3 separate regions of the Rattus norvegicus genome follow, and all the other regions are linked to region 3. Evidence: chromatin contacts called from public Hi-C data. All regions are on one chromosome and are shown on one strand. Each heading gives the region's core, a stretch centred on a gene start, on an enhancer-like site or on the middle of the called end of the contact. The rest is flanking DNA. Distances are from core to core; before and after follow the strand shown. Region 1 holds the start of Ppil2 (peptidylprolyl isomerase like 2). Region 2 holds the start of Sdf2l1 (stromal cell-derived factor 2-like 1). Region 3 holds the start of Tmem191c (transmembrane protein 191C).

Region 1 (3,933 bases), core at 1,030-3,529, 170 kb before region 3:
AAAGACAAAAAGACCAAAACACATGTCCTTGAGCTGGAAAAGGATCTGAATAGTAAAGCATTTACCTGGCACGCAGGCACAAAGCCATAAGTTCACAAATAGGTGGGCTGGGAATATATACAATATTTGTGTTTGTTGTTCCAAAGCAGGGTTTCTCTGTATATCCCTAGCTGTCATGGAACTCACTCTGTAGACTAGCCTGGCCTCAAACAGCCTCTGCCCTCTGAGTGCTGGGATTCAAGGTGGGCATCACGATCAACCCAGCACATAGAATTTTGCCTTTAAAGCATGTATTCTTTACCAATTATTACAACTGTGACTATGACTGGGCACAGTGACATATGCCTGTAATTCCAGGACTAGTGAGGCAGAGCAGAAGGATCTTGAATCAAGACCAGCCTGAGCTACGTAATAAGACTATCTTTAAAAGAGAAAAAAACATGAGGGAGCTGGAGAGATATTTTAGCAGTTAAGAGCACTGGCTGCTATTCCAGAGGACCCAGGTTCCCGGTACCCACAGGGCAGCTCACAGCCATCTGTAACTGCAGTTCCAGGGGATCTGACACCTTTCACAGACACACATGCAGGCCAAATGCCAATGTACATAAAATAAATAATCCTTTCTCCTACAGCCTTGGCAACTTCCTTGGGTACTAACCTCCCTTTTTTTCCTCCTATAAAGAATAAGGTTGTAGCACTTCCTAGAGAAAAGGTCATTTTAAATTATATTTTTAAGCCCCTCCTCTAAAGTGTACTGTACTGTGTTGAGTATATGTCCTATTTACCAGCTCCAGACTCAGCCAAGTTATCTACTATAACGTCAGTGTTCTGATCGCTCTGGATCGCTCTGGATCATGGAAGCTGGCATTCTTCAGGACCATGAGCATCCCCTTACCTGGCTTCCTGCCACCATAGAAATGAGTGTACTCTGCACAGGTGATGTACCTGAGGAAGACAGAGTATATGTTATTGGGTCCTGTCGCAGACAGACAGAAGCTGTAGAAATAACTTATGACAGAACTCCCACTCACTTAGCAAAGACACATTAAACACCTGCATTGACACTGCGCATAGAAGCACAAGAGTCGGAAGGATAAAGAGACATCAACTTGTCCAGAAGGAAATAAACTGGATTTATAGCCTCTCTGACAGGGGGAAAGCACTAGGCATACAAAGACCTGGGGAGGGAAGCCCTTTACAGGAGTCTTTCTTACTGAGACTGGGGCAGGACAAGCTGAATGTGTTCCAGAAAGGAGATAGCAGAGGAGAGTGTGGTGAGGTACATAGGAGCAGACAGACGGAATCAAGGCACTGGCCAAATCACAAACGAGTCCATGATCAAGTCTAAGTGCGATGGGAAGCTGGTGGGTGGGTTTGAGCAGGATCCGGACATGATCTAACATGGCTCCAGTTGCTCTGTGTATGCTTCTACTACGTTAGGATGAGAATTGTCTTCAGTCTATACCTAGTAAATCAGGGACCCTCTATGTAACCACTGGGCTAGGATAGGAATAGGGCATGTCCTATGGCAGGCTTAGGTGTGAAAATTACCGAGTTCCCTTTTAGTATACCAGTTTTGAGAAAGCTGTAAGTTTTCCAAGTGGAGAAAAAGCTGCTGACTTAGAGCAAGAGAGACTATCAGAACAGATCCACCACAGAGATGAGGGAGAGAAGGGGGGGGAAGCCCTGCAAAGAGGGATGAAACAGAGATCTTGCGCAGATAAAAATACAACGTGCATGTAAGATCCCACCAAAGGCTTTGGAAAGGGAAGAAGACCCAGGGCTGAAAAGCCGGATACTAGATCCGGCAATACTGAAGTCAAAGGTATCCTTGCAAGCAGTTGGGGGCGGGGAGCATCCGACTATAACTAGCTTGAAAAGAGAGCAGAAAACAGAAAGTACAGTAGCAAATGGGAGGGGAACATGAAGCACGGCCTGCAAGTCTTCAACTAGAAGGCTGTTGCTTGTGTGTAGGCTGACAGGCTCGAGCCAGGACGAAGCGGACCTGGCTGTGCATGGTAGACAACCAACTCGGAGGCAAAAAAGGAAGCGGTAGGGGAAAAGCCCAGAAGTTAGTCCGGCCGCAGAACGCCTTGGCCCGCACAGGCTGCGGTGAGGGACGATACCGCGCCTGTGAGAGATGAGGCTTTTTAGAACCTTCAGCACCTCGACGAGATGAGACAAGAGACGCGGGCCGACTTACATCTTGTCCTTCTGGTGCTGTCGCTTCCCCATGGTGGCGACGAACCGAGATCACAGCAGACACTCAGGCTCTAGCGCCTCCGCTTTCTCAACTACTTCCGGAATTCGACGCGCCAGGCACCGGAAGTTAGAATTGGGCATTCTGGGAATTGTGGTTTCCAGGTTCCTAGGGTACATGCTGGATGCTGGTTTTGAGCTAGTCTGAGGCTTGCTGCCTTTGAGTAGAGTCTGCTTTTCCTGTCTCCCACCAAACTGCGTTGGCCTCCCCCAAGCCCTCGAAAACGTATCTGTACACTGTCTGGCTACTTGTTCAGTCCATACTATGCTAGACAGACTCGCTCAGACATGACTTCCTCTGTATTTAAGGCCTTCAACCTTTTACACCTTCTTCTCCAAAGCCATGTCCATCTTTTTCTCTCAACTCATTTCAAGTCTCAACTCTTTTTCTCTCATTCGGTCCCCACGCGGGCCAATCAGCTAGCAGGTGACCAAGTCCTCCCTACTCCTTCTATGTCCAGATTCTTAGTCTGAGTCTCTTGACCCGGGAGAGTATCCCAAGTTTCCTTTTTTAAATCTTGTGTGTGGTCAAGTAGGTGCCATGCCACAAGCATGGAGTTCAGAGGACAAGTCAGGAGTTTGTTCTCCTTGCCAGACTTGTACAACTTTTATTTGCTAAGGCATCTCTCCAGCCTTTATTGTTGTTTTGTGTACATTGGTGCTTTACCTGCATGTATGTCTGTGTGAGGATGTTAGATCCCCCGGAACTGGAATTACAAATGGTTACGAGTTGCCACGTGGGTGCCAGGAATTGAACCCAGGTCCTTTGGAAGAGCAGCCATGGAGTCATCTCTCCAGCCCACTAAGTTCATAAATAACATTCTACCAAAGCCAAGTCACCGGCAGTTGGATAAGCACATGAAAAGTTCTTGTCTACATATCTGATCAAAGAATTCTCAATCTCTCTGTCACCTGTTCCAAATCTCCACTTTGATACTAAATGATATGTCCTACACCCTAACCCTGACTTCCTGATAAGATCTTCAACCAAACAATCCAGTCCCTAGGGCTGGAGAGATGGCTCAGTGGTTAAAAGTACTGACTGCTCATCCAGAGGTCCTGAGTTCAATTCCTGGCAACCACATGGTGGCTCACAGCCATCTGTAATGGGATCCTATGCCCTCTTCTGGTGTGTCTGAGGACAGCAACAGTGAACTCATACATAAAATAATCTTAAAAACAAACAAAAACAAACAAACAACAAAAAACAAACCCTAGCCTTACAAGTTTTGGGATATTAAAAAAAATTCTCCTGTGTTTGAGACTATCTCTCAAACCCCACTTTAGGGAAATAACCCTGTCTAACTGAAAATAAAGCTTGCTTAATTCAACCAAAAAATGTGGGTCAGGGGTTGGGGATTTAGCTCAGTGGTAGAGCGCTTGCCTAGCAAGCACAAGGCCCTGGGTTCTGTCCCCAGCTCCGAAAAAAAAAAAAGAAAAAAAAATGCGGGTCAATGGTCTTACTCTCATTTAGTAGGATTAATGAGGACCACCATCCATCCAGGTAAGCAAAGCCAGTCAGTCATCTGTGTCTTATTTCATGGCTTCTGCCTTCTAAATAAATCTCACCTCAGAAGATCTTTTAGCACACATGGTGGTGTACACCTTTAACTACAACAATTAGGAGGCAGAAGCAAGCAAATCTCTATGAGTTCGAGGACAGCCTGGTCTATA
Region 2 (3,770 bases), core at 871-3,370, 140 kb before region 3:
ACATAGTGGGACGGTCTCAAAAATTATTTGAACAGGTACTTGAGACATGTGAGATGATGATGTGGACAGATATGACTAGCACCCTCAGGTCCTCCCCAGGGTACAGCAAAAATAATCACAAACCAACATTCTTTAATCAGAAAGGCACTTGAGGGCCCCTACAGAGTCTTACACAAGAGCAGCCCTGCGGATTCCCACTCAGCCACCCTCCCTTCCCATCCGGCTCAGAGTTCATCGTGACCTGTGGAGGGATCTGCTCCGGGCTTGATGAAGATTCCTTCCATGGCCTTCCACGTGTTGTGTGCATTGGCACTAGGCATGCCATGCACCTCATGCTGCCCACGGATTGGGTTACCATACTGTTCACCAGTAACTGACAGGAACACAGAGGTGCCAACATGCTGGAAACGGACACTGGCCTCTCGCTCCCAGTGTTGCCCAGAACATCGTACTGTCCACAGGTCCAGGTCATCACCCTCACCGTCTTCCCCAAAAGCACTCACCTCCTGAGAGTGTAAGGTATAGAAAGTCACACACAGGGAACAGACTCCCCTGAGCTGCATGTCTAGCTGTAATATGTGCACCTAGTATCCTGGGCCTCTGGTCCTTTCTCTGACATTCAGCACCCACAGCTGAGCAAATGGAAGCCAAGAGTCCTGCCCTAGCCAGGTGTGGTGGCAAATGCCTTTAAGCAGAGCACTCAGGAGGTATAGGCAGGCAGATCTCTGGGTGTTTAAGGCCAACCTGGTCTACATAGTGCATTCTAGGACAGCCAGGGCTACATAGAGAAATCTGTTCTCAAAAAAAAAAAAAAAAAAAAAAAGATTCCCACCCCATGGTAGGTTCTTCAGATGCATAGAGCCTCTTGTATCAGTCGTGTAGTGCCCACTGGCCTTATACCCAAGTTCCCAGGCTAATGGCCAAGTTCCCTATCTCCAATATTTCCCCCTGAAACTCCCCCAAAGCACTGTCAGGTTCTCCCCATAACCCTACCAGACCAGCTGCAATGGGGCCTATGTTTTAGCAGGAGTAGGGATAAGCTCTCACTTCTCTTTCAGACCCAACCTGAGTTTCTCCTTCCTGCAGTTTCCTATTCTTTGCTGTGTGGGTCCCCCTACATGTCCAAATAGGAACTCATCGCACTGACTTCTCTCAATGCTTCTCCTAACTCGGTAGGGGAAGTTCCTTGGGACAGGACCCAGAGCAGAAGCTCTATAAACTTCCGTATATGAACTCCCAATTCACAGTAGCTGAGACTGAATCCCTCCCCCTACATCTCTCCGGCACACCTCCCTCCCGCTGTCATTTGAGTCCCTGCCCTGCGCAGCTTTGGAGGGGTTCGGAACAGGGCTTGCCTGGTTGTTGGATAGCGGTGACGGGAAGTGGTGCGTGTGCAGGTTCTTGCCGGTGAGCACGTGCGTGAGCCGCACTGCCTGCCCACAGCGCACTGGGAGCCCGCGCGGGCACCCACCCTCGGAGCCGCCGCGAATCCGCCAGTAACTATTGGCATCGTCGGACGCCTCCACGCCGGTTACCGACTGTTGGCCGCTGCCTGAAGAGGGACAGCCCACCCCACCCGTAGTTTCTAGTTAATCACAAACCTCCAGACCCTCGACTTGAACACTAAAAAGTTTTCCCCACAGCCCCTTACCACTCCAGGATCCGAAGGGCTCACCCTACCCCAGGCCGGACCCTAAGTGGTGGATACCCCCCACACCGCGCGCGCGCGCGCAACCTCACTCCCCGCGGCTTCTCTGTCAAGACCCAAAAGCCCGTCTAGACTCGCAACCCCTCGGCTCCCTAACAACCCACAGACCCCGCTAGAACCACCTGATCTTTAAGCCTCCGCCCCCTGGCGGTCCCAGTCACCACCCCTGCGCACCGGATCCGTATTTGATGTCATGTGAGTGCAGCCGCACTCTGTGGTGGGTGTTGAGTAGCTTCAGCACTGACCCGCAGGTCACTAGCCCGGCGCTGGCCTTCGACGCGCCACCGCTCCGCACCGAGAGCGCCAGCAGCAGCCCCAGCAGCGTCAGACCCGCTAACCCGCGGCTCGCGCCCAACATCGTGCCGGCCGGCCGGGTTCCAGTTGCTTTGGACCTCGGCGCTTCCGTCCTCAACAGCAGCCAATCCGGCGTTGACAGCGCCCTCCCTCGGCAGCCAATCGTCTGCGCGCGCGCGTTCCTCCTGCACTACTATTGGATCATGTGCAGCAGCCCCACCCCCAGCTTCCAAGGCGGTAGCTGGGAGGGGGCCGGAGACAGCAGGAGGATTTTAACTGGTCCACGCTTCCAAGGACCTGCCAATAAAGCAGTGGCTGAGGCGACCGTCCCCCAGAGGTTGGTTGCCTCTAGTCCCCGTTAGAGATTCTCGGGTGTAGTAGGTACGGGAACCCCTTTGACCCTGGACCCCTACACTTGAGTCGCGTGTCCCTCCTCTCAGAACCCTGGGTAAAGCTACAGACTCTGTGTGAATCACGAGATTTTGTGGTCTCAAAGTGGACAAATAACAAAGTTATTTAAAATCTCCTGGCTCCATGCTTTCTGAATTCTCTTAGCCAAGCAGCTTCTTGAGTCATTTAGTGGCAGAATCCTAAGGTTGCTGGATAAGATAACTGTGAGCCCTCATACATACATACATACATACATACATACATACATACATACACATACATACTTACTACATACACGTACTTACCCACATTCACTCCCTATCTATCTATCTGTCTATCTTTCTCTAGCCAGCCAGCCAGCCACCTAGATGTTAGGTATTCACAAAGGAACTGCCCCTCCAGGCTACATTACTAAGAAGCTGATGATATGTACTTAGGCCACTAGTTACCCACTAAAGTTTATGTTTCAGCTGCAGATGTAGCTCAGCTGACTGAGTGCTTGTCCAGTAAGTGCAAATCCCTGGGTTTGATCATTAGCAAGTCAACCCTCAAGTAGTAGAGGCAGGAAGTTCAAGTCTGAGGTCATCCTCTCTGGAAGGGTGACAGGCAGATCTCAGGTTTCTAAGTAAGCTGTGTCAGAATTGTTAGAATCAAAATAGAATCATTTGTCAAGGCTTTAACCCAAACTAATGTGTTAGGTATGAGGCTGAGAAGGAGGGGGTCCTTGTGCAGGTATGTCTGACAAGAGTAACTTACAGAAGGCTCAGCCAGAAAGACAGCCTTTCACGAAGGCCACCCCAGACTCACAGGAAATCTCTCTGTAAGTACACCTGCCTAGAAACCACCTGCTTTCTGTGGCTGTTGTAAAACACTCAAGCATGGAGGAAGGGCCACTTACAGCTTGCCCGCTTCTTCGTGTGCTCAGATCTTTGTTTTATTTATGTATTTTTCAAGATAGGGTTTCTCTCTGTTTTCTCTCAGGGTCCCAGCTATGGTTGTCCTGGAACTTGCTCTGTAGACTAGGCTGGCCTTGAACCCAAAGATCTTCCTGCCTCTGTCTCCTGAGGGCGAATCCCCACATCAGGTTTCAGTTAGCTTTCTTGGTTCACTGTTGCTTTGTTGGGGTTTTTGGTTTCGTTTGTTTGTTTGTCTTTGAAACAAAGATACACTATGCCGCCCCAGCTGTTCTGGAACTCACTCTGTAGAACTCACAAAAATCTGCCTGCCTCAGCTTCCCAAGTACTAGAACTAAAGATATTCCTCCATTTACCACTATATGCCCAGTCAGCTTTCTTTCTTTTTTTAAAAAATCATTTATTTATTTATTACATATGAGTACACTGTAGCTGTCTTCAGACACACTAGAAGAGGGCATCAG
Region 3 (4,077 bases), core at 1,100-3,599:
ATCTTCAAAGGCTGGCCCAAGGAGACTTAGATCCCGGATCACAGAGGGGCACCTGACAGGGTTATTGCTGATGAGATGGGAATGCAAAGTTAATGGTGGTGCTTAGTCTCAATCGCACACGATAGAGTGTGTGTGTGTGTGTGTGTTCTCGAATGCGCACACATTGCAACTGTGTGGATGCCCACCAAGGTCACACATTCCACACATCAGCCTGGCTCGTTGCTACTGTTAGCTCTTGGTATCTATAAATGAAGGGTTTGTGTGTCCAGAGCCTCCACAGCAAATGTTGACAGCAGGTAAGAGTTTTCAGGATGGGGAGGTTTCTTTCCTTCCCATGCCCTAAATTCACTTCTCTGTCTTGCCCCAGTGGCCACGTTTTTGTGTAATCCAGTGCTTTTCTTCCGTCCATTTTTAGCCAGGGATGGTGGTACAAATCTTTGGACACAAAGACAAGATTGACACAATTTGGAGGCCAACCTGGGCTAGAGGGTAGCCAAGGTTACTTAGCAAGAACCTCATTTTTTGTTTTATTTTAAAAGCAACACATTTGACCATAGGATAAAGGCCAGCCCGAGAGGTGCGTCCCGTGATCTCAGTGCTCAGCAGTGGAGATAGAGAGTAAGGGACCCCAAGCCATCCTTGGCTACACAGTTGAGTTTCAGGCCAGTATGAGCAACATGAGACAATGTCTCCAAGGTAATAAAAGAAAACAAAATCAAACAAAAGAAAAAAGAACCCTAGATTAGCAAACCTCGGTAAGTATTGAGGCTGCAGGTGTGCTGGGTGGATGGTGAAGGGAGCCGGTCAAAGGCTGAGGGGAGGAAAGGAAAGCAGAGTGGGCGCGGCTGAGGGAGTCTCCTGGGAACTCCCTGTGAAAAGAAAGGGCACAGAGAAGGAAGCTTAGAGGTACAAGTCTCAGAGGGAGAAGACTTGTCTGGGAGGCTTGCCTCCATCCCCAGCAAATACAAAATTCAAATGTTCAACACTTTCTCCCAAGTTACTGGGGCCAGAAGGGTTTCAGGGACCTGGAGCTTTGAACTCTTTGTATAGATGAGACGAGGCAGCACTGGCGTCTGGAAAGCTGAGTGGTGCTGTCAGCAATGAAGAGTCCCAGCTATCAAACCCCACAGCCCTTCCTATAATAACTGATGGCTTTGTGTGTGATACTGGGAATTGACCCTCGTGTGTGCAGGGATTCTACTGACCAATATCCCAGCTCACTCGTAACAAAAAAGTAATAAATAAGTCAACTCACTGGGTTCTTTTTTGCGGGGCTGGGTTGTTGTTTGAGACAAAGTCTCACTATGTAGCACAGGTTGGCTTCGAATTTGCGGTGGGATTCCTGCCTCAGCCTCCCTAATGAAGAAGCTCGGGAAAGCATATCCTCCAAATTATGAAATATCCCCCCCCCCCCCCCCCCCCGGAGCTAGGGACCGAACCCAGGGCCTTGCGCTAGCTAGGCAAGCGCTCTACTGCTGAGCTAAACCCCTAGATTAGCTTCTTAAACTCTCTAGAGAGATTATAACACCATGGCATGTGAAAAGTCACAGTGTGTGGTTAAGAGTACTTGCTGCGGGCTGGAGAGATGGCTCAGTGGTTAAGAGCACCCGACTGCTCTTCCAGAGGTCCTGAGTTCAAATCCCAACAACCACATGGTGACCCACAACCATCTGTAAGGGATCTGATGCCCTCTTCTGGTGTGTCTGAAGACAGCTACAGTGTACTCATATATAATAAATGAATAAATAAATTAAAAAAAGAGTACTTGCTGCTCTTCCAGAGGGATGACTTTAGTTTCCCTAATCCACATAGCTGGATTACAACTATTCCAGCCTCAAGGGATCTGATGTCCTCCTGAGGCAGGCACACAGAAAAAAGAGAACGTCACACCTGTGGAGCACCCAGTCGCCCTTCACCTACTCAGCCCGACGCTGTACTAGGGGAAAGTCCAGCTACTGAGATCATACCAAAGTTATGATCATTGCAACACAAGCAGGAGAAAAAAATTAAATCTTAATTTTAAACTTTTTTTCTCAAAATTTTAGCACTTCCTGCTTGGTCACTCAAAATCTAAGGTGAGGCGCACCTGATTTAGCCTGTAATTACAGTTACTGTGGTAACTGTGATAGTTCAACTGTCCTCGTTTTTTTTTCTGAGTTAGGGTCTTCTTGTTATACAGCTAGGCTGACCTTGAACTCTAGGTGATCTTACCGCAGCCTCTGGTATTCTGGGATCACAAGGCATGAACCATCAAGTACAGCCTTTCTTTAGAACATTAGTAACTTTTTACCAATCAGATTGGGACTGTGATATTTTTACTGTTTTTTTTTTTTTTTGAGACAGATTCCCATGTGGCTTTGGCTAGCTTCAAACAAGGTATGTAGCAAAGGATGACCTTGAATTCCTGATCTCCATGTCCCCTACACCCCGAGGAGATAGAATTATAGATGTGGGCAAATTGGTAAAGTGTGATCCGCCTCAGTCGGGCTCCGGCGCCCCCTGGTGCCTATTGTGACGCAGGCCACCAGGGCATCCAGGCAGCGGAGGTCCTGGCAGAGCGCTGGGGCCATGGCTGAGCCGCAGGAGCAGCTGCTGCAGCTGCAGAAGGACAACCGCGATGGCCGCCTGCGGAAGCAGGAGCTGGAGGAGCTGGTGCGTGGGCTGGAAGCCGAGAGCGAGAGCCTCACCGGGCGCTTGGACGAGCTGCGGGAGCGAGAGCGCAGGTGCGAGGGCACCGGGACCCCGGGGCAGGCTTGTTGGCAGCCTTCGTTCCAGGCAGTGGGGCTTCAGTCTAGAACTCTCAGGCTGGTGGTGGCTCCATCCCAAAAGATCCTGAGCTCTGGTTTCACCCCAGACCAATTTTCCCTGCCGTGTAGCCTGCAGCGAAGACGAAGTCAAACATCCCGAGCTATTCGAGGGGAGGCACGAGAGGCGGCGCGGGAGCGTGCGGAACGGGCTCGTGGGCTGCTGGAGGCTGCGGAGCAGCACCGGCAGGACCTGGTGCGGGCAAGCGGGAGAGGTGGGGCCCGGGGTGGCTAGGCTGGAGGAGAGGCCTAGACAGCCTGGACCCTGTCTTCAGGAGCAACACAATCGGAAGCTGCAGGAACAGTGGGAGGAACTGTCCAGCCAGGTACGTGCGCTGTCTCAGGTCACGTACGCGTCCCCAAGTCCCTTGAGTCAGGTTCTCATGAGTTTGGTCCCCAGCTTTTCTACTATGGAGGGGAACAGCTGAGTCAACAGCGAGCAGAGCAGCAACTCGGAACTCAGCTTGTGGCGCTGCAGGTACTTGGGTGGGACCAGGGCGGGGCTGTGGGCGGAGCATGGCTGTGGGCAGAGCTGCGCGCACACGTGGGCAGAGTATGGGCCTTGAAGGCCAGGGACCGAGCGGTGTGCGAGGCCTGCAGGTTCTTGACATCACTTGAATCCTCCGGAAGAAACATCTGGAGCTGGCGGAGGCCAAATTCAGCATGCAGGCCGAGGACCTGCGGCAGGTACGTCTGGCGCTGGACTCTCAGGGGAGGGCGTGTGGGGAGGGCTTGTCCTCGCGACGCTCATACCAATCCCTGGCTTCTAGGGTACGCAGCGGACAGAAGAGGCCTGGGCCAGCTTCCAGGAGCAGAGTGGAGTCCTGCAGGTGCGGCCTCTCTATTCTGACAGCCATTCTCTTCCAAATGTCCTGTGGCCTCCACCCTTTTTTCTTTACTCCCTGACTCGAGACATAGCTCACCCTCTGCCCTGAGTCCCTGTTGCCATCATCCTTCAGGAGCTGCAGGGGAAGGTGATGGAAGCAGCAGCTGCGCTGGAGGCTACGCGCAGTGGCTCGGAACCGTAAGGACTGAAACTTGAAGGGCATCGGTAGGCGCTAGGCCCGGCCTGGTGGAACTCACAGCTTCGCCTGTCTTGTAGGTGGAACTCACAGCCTCGTCGAGTGCAGGACTGCTCGGGCTCACTTATGGAGGAGGTGGCCAGGGCTGACTGCGTGAGCGTGGGCTGGGGAGCGCAGGCTGGAGCTGGGACCTGCTGGTGACGATGGCTAGAGCCTAGCGGCTGCCCAGAAAGCTAGATGCAGCCCTTTCT

The links. Hi-C and Micro-C count contacts between places; a contact is called where the count stands out from the background.
Region 1: a Hi-C map of frontal cortex shows a contact between it and region 3, with 2.4 times the contacts expected there. The contact joins the promoter of Ppil2 here to the promoter of Tmem191c in region 3. A contact is called at or near these places in 2 of 12 Hi-C or Micro-C datasets (the A7r5 cell line and frontal cortex).
Region 2: a contact with region 3 is called in a Hi-C map of Schwann cells, with 5 times the contacts expected there. The contact joins the promoter of Sdf2l1 here to the promoter of Tmem191c in region 3. A contact is called at or near these places in 11 of 12 Hi-C or Micro-C datasets (the A7r5 cell line, the Rat2 cell line, Schwann cells and 6 more).

The regions. Positions count from the first base shown.
Region 1 is chr11:97,400,330-97,404,262 of GRCr8, reverse strand. Ppil2 (peptidylprolyl isomerase like 2) reads right to left here and starts at 2,279. Exons shown (of 20, transcript NM_001017383.1): 1 at 2,204-2,279; 2 at 896-945. The coding sequence starts at 2,235.
Region 2 is chr11:97,375,228-97,378,997 of GRCr8, reverse strand. It overlaps Sdf2l1 (stromal cell-derived factor 2-like 1), which reads right to left and starts at 2,120. Exons shown (of 3, transcript NM_001109433.1): 1 at 1,883-2,120; 2 at 1,356-1,552; 3 at 1-506. The coding sequence starts at 2,066. The coding sequence ends at 225.
Region 3 is chr11:97,230,753-97,234,829 of GRCr8, reverse strand. Tmem191c (transmembrane protein 191C) reads left to right here and starts at 2,349. Exons shown (of 11, transcript XM_063270949.1): 1 at 2,349-2,376; 2 at 2,521-2,723; 3 at 2,877-3,000; 4 at 3,080-3,130; 5 at 3,205-3,282; 6 at 3,435-3,491; 7 at 3,575-3,634; 8 at 3,764-3,828; 9 at 3,907-3,979. The coding sequence starts at 2,350. It also overlaps a transcript of Pi4ka not described here.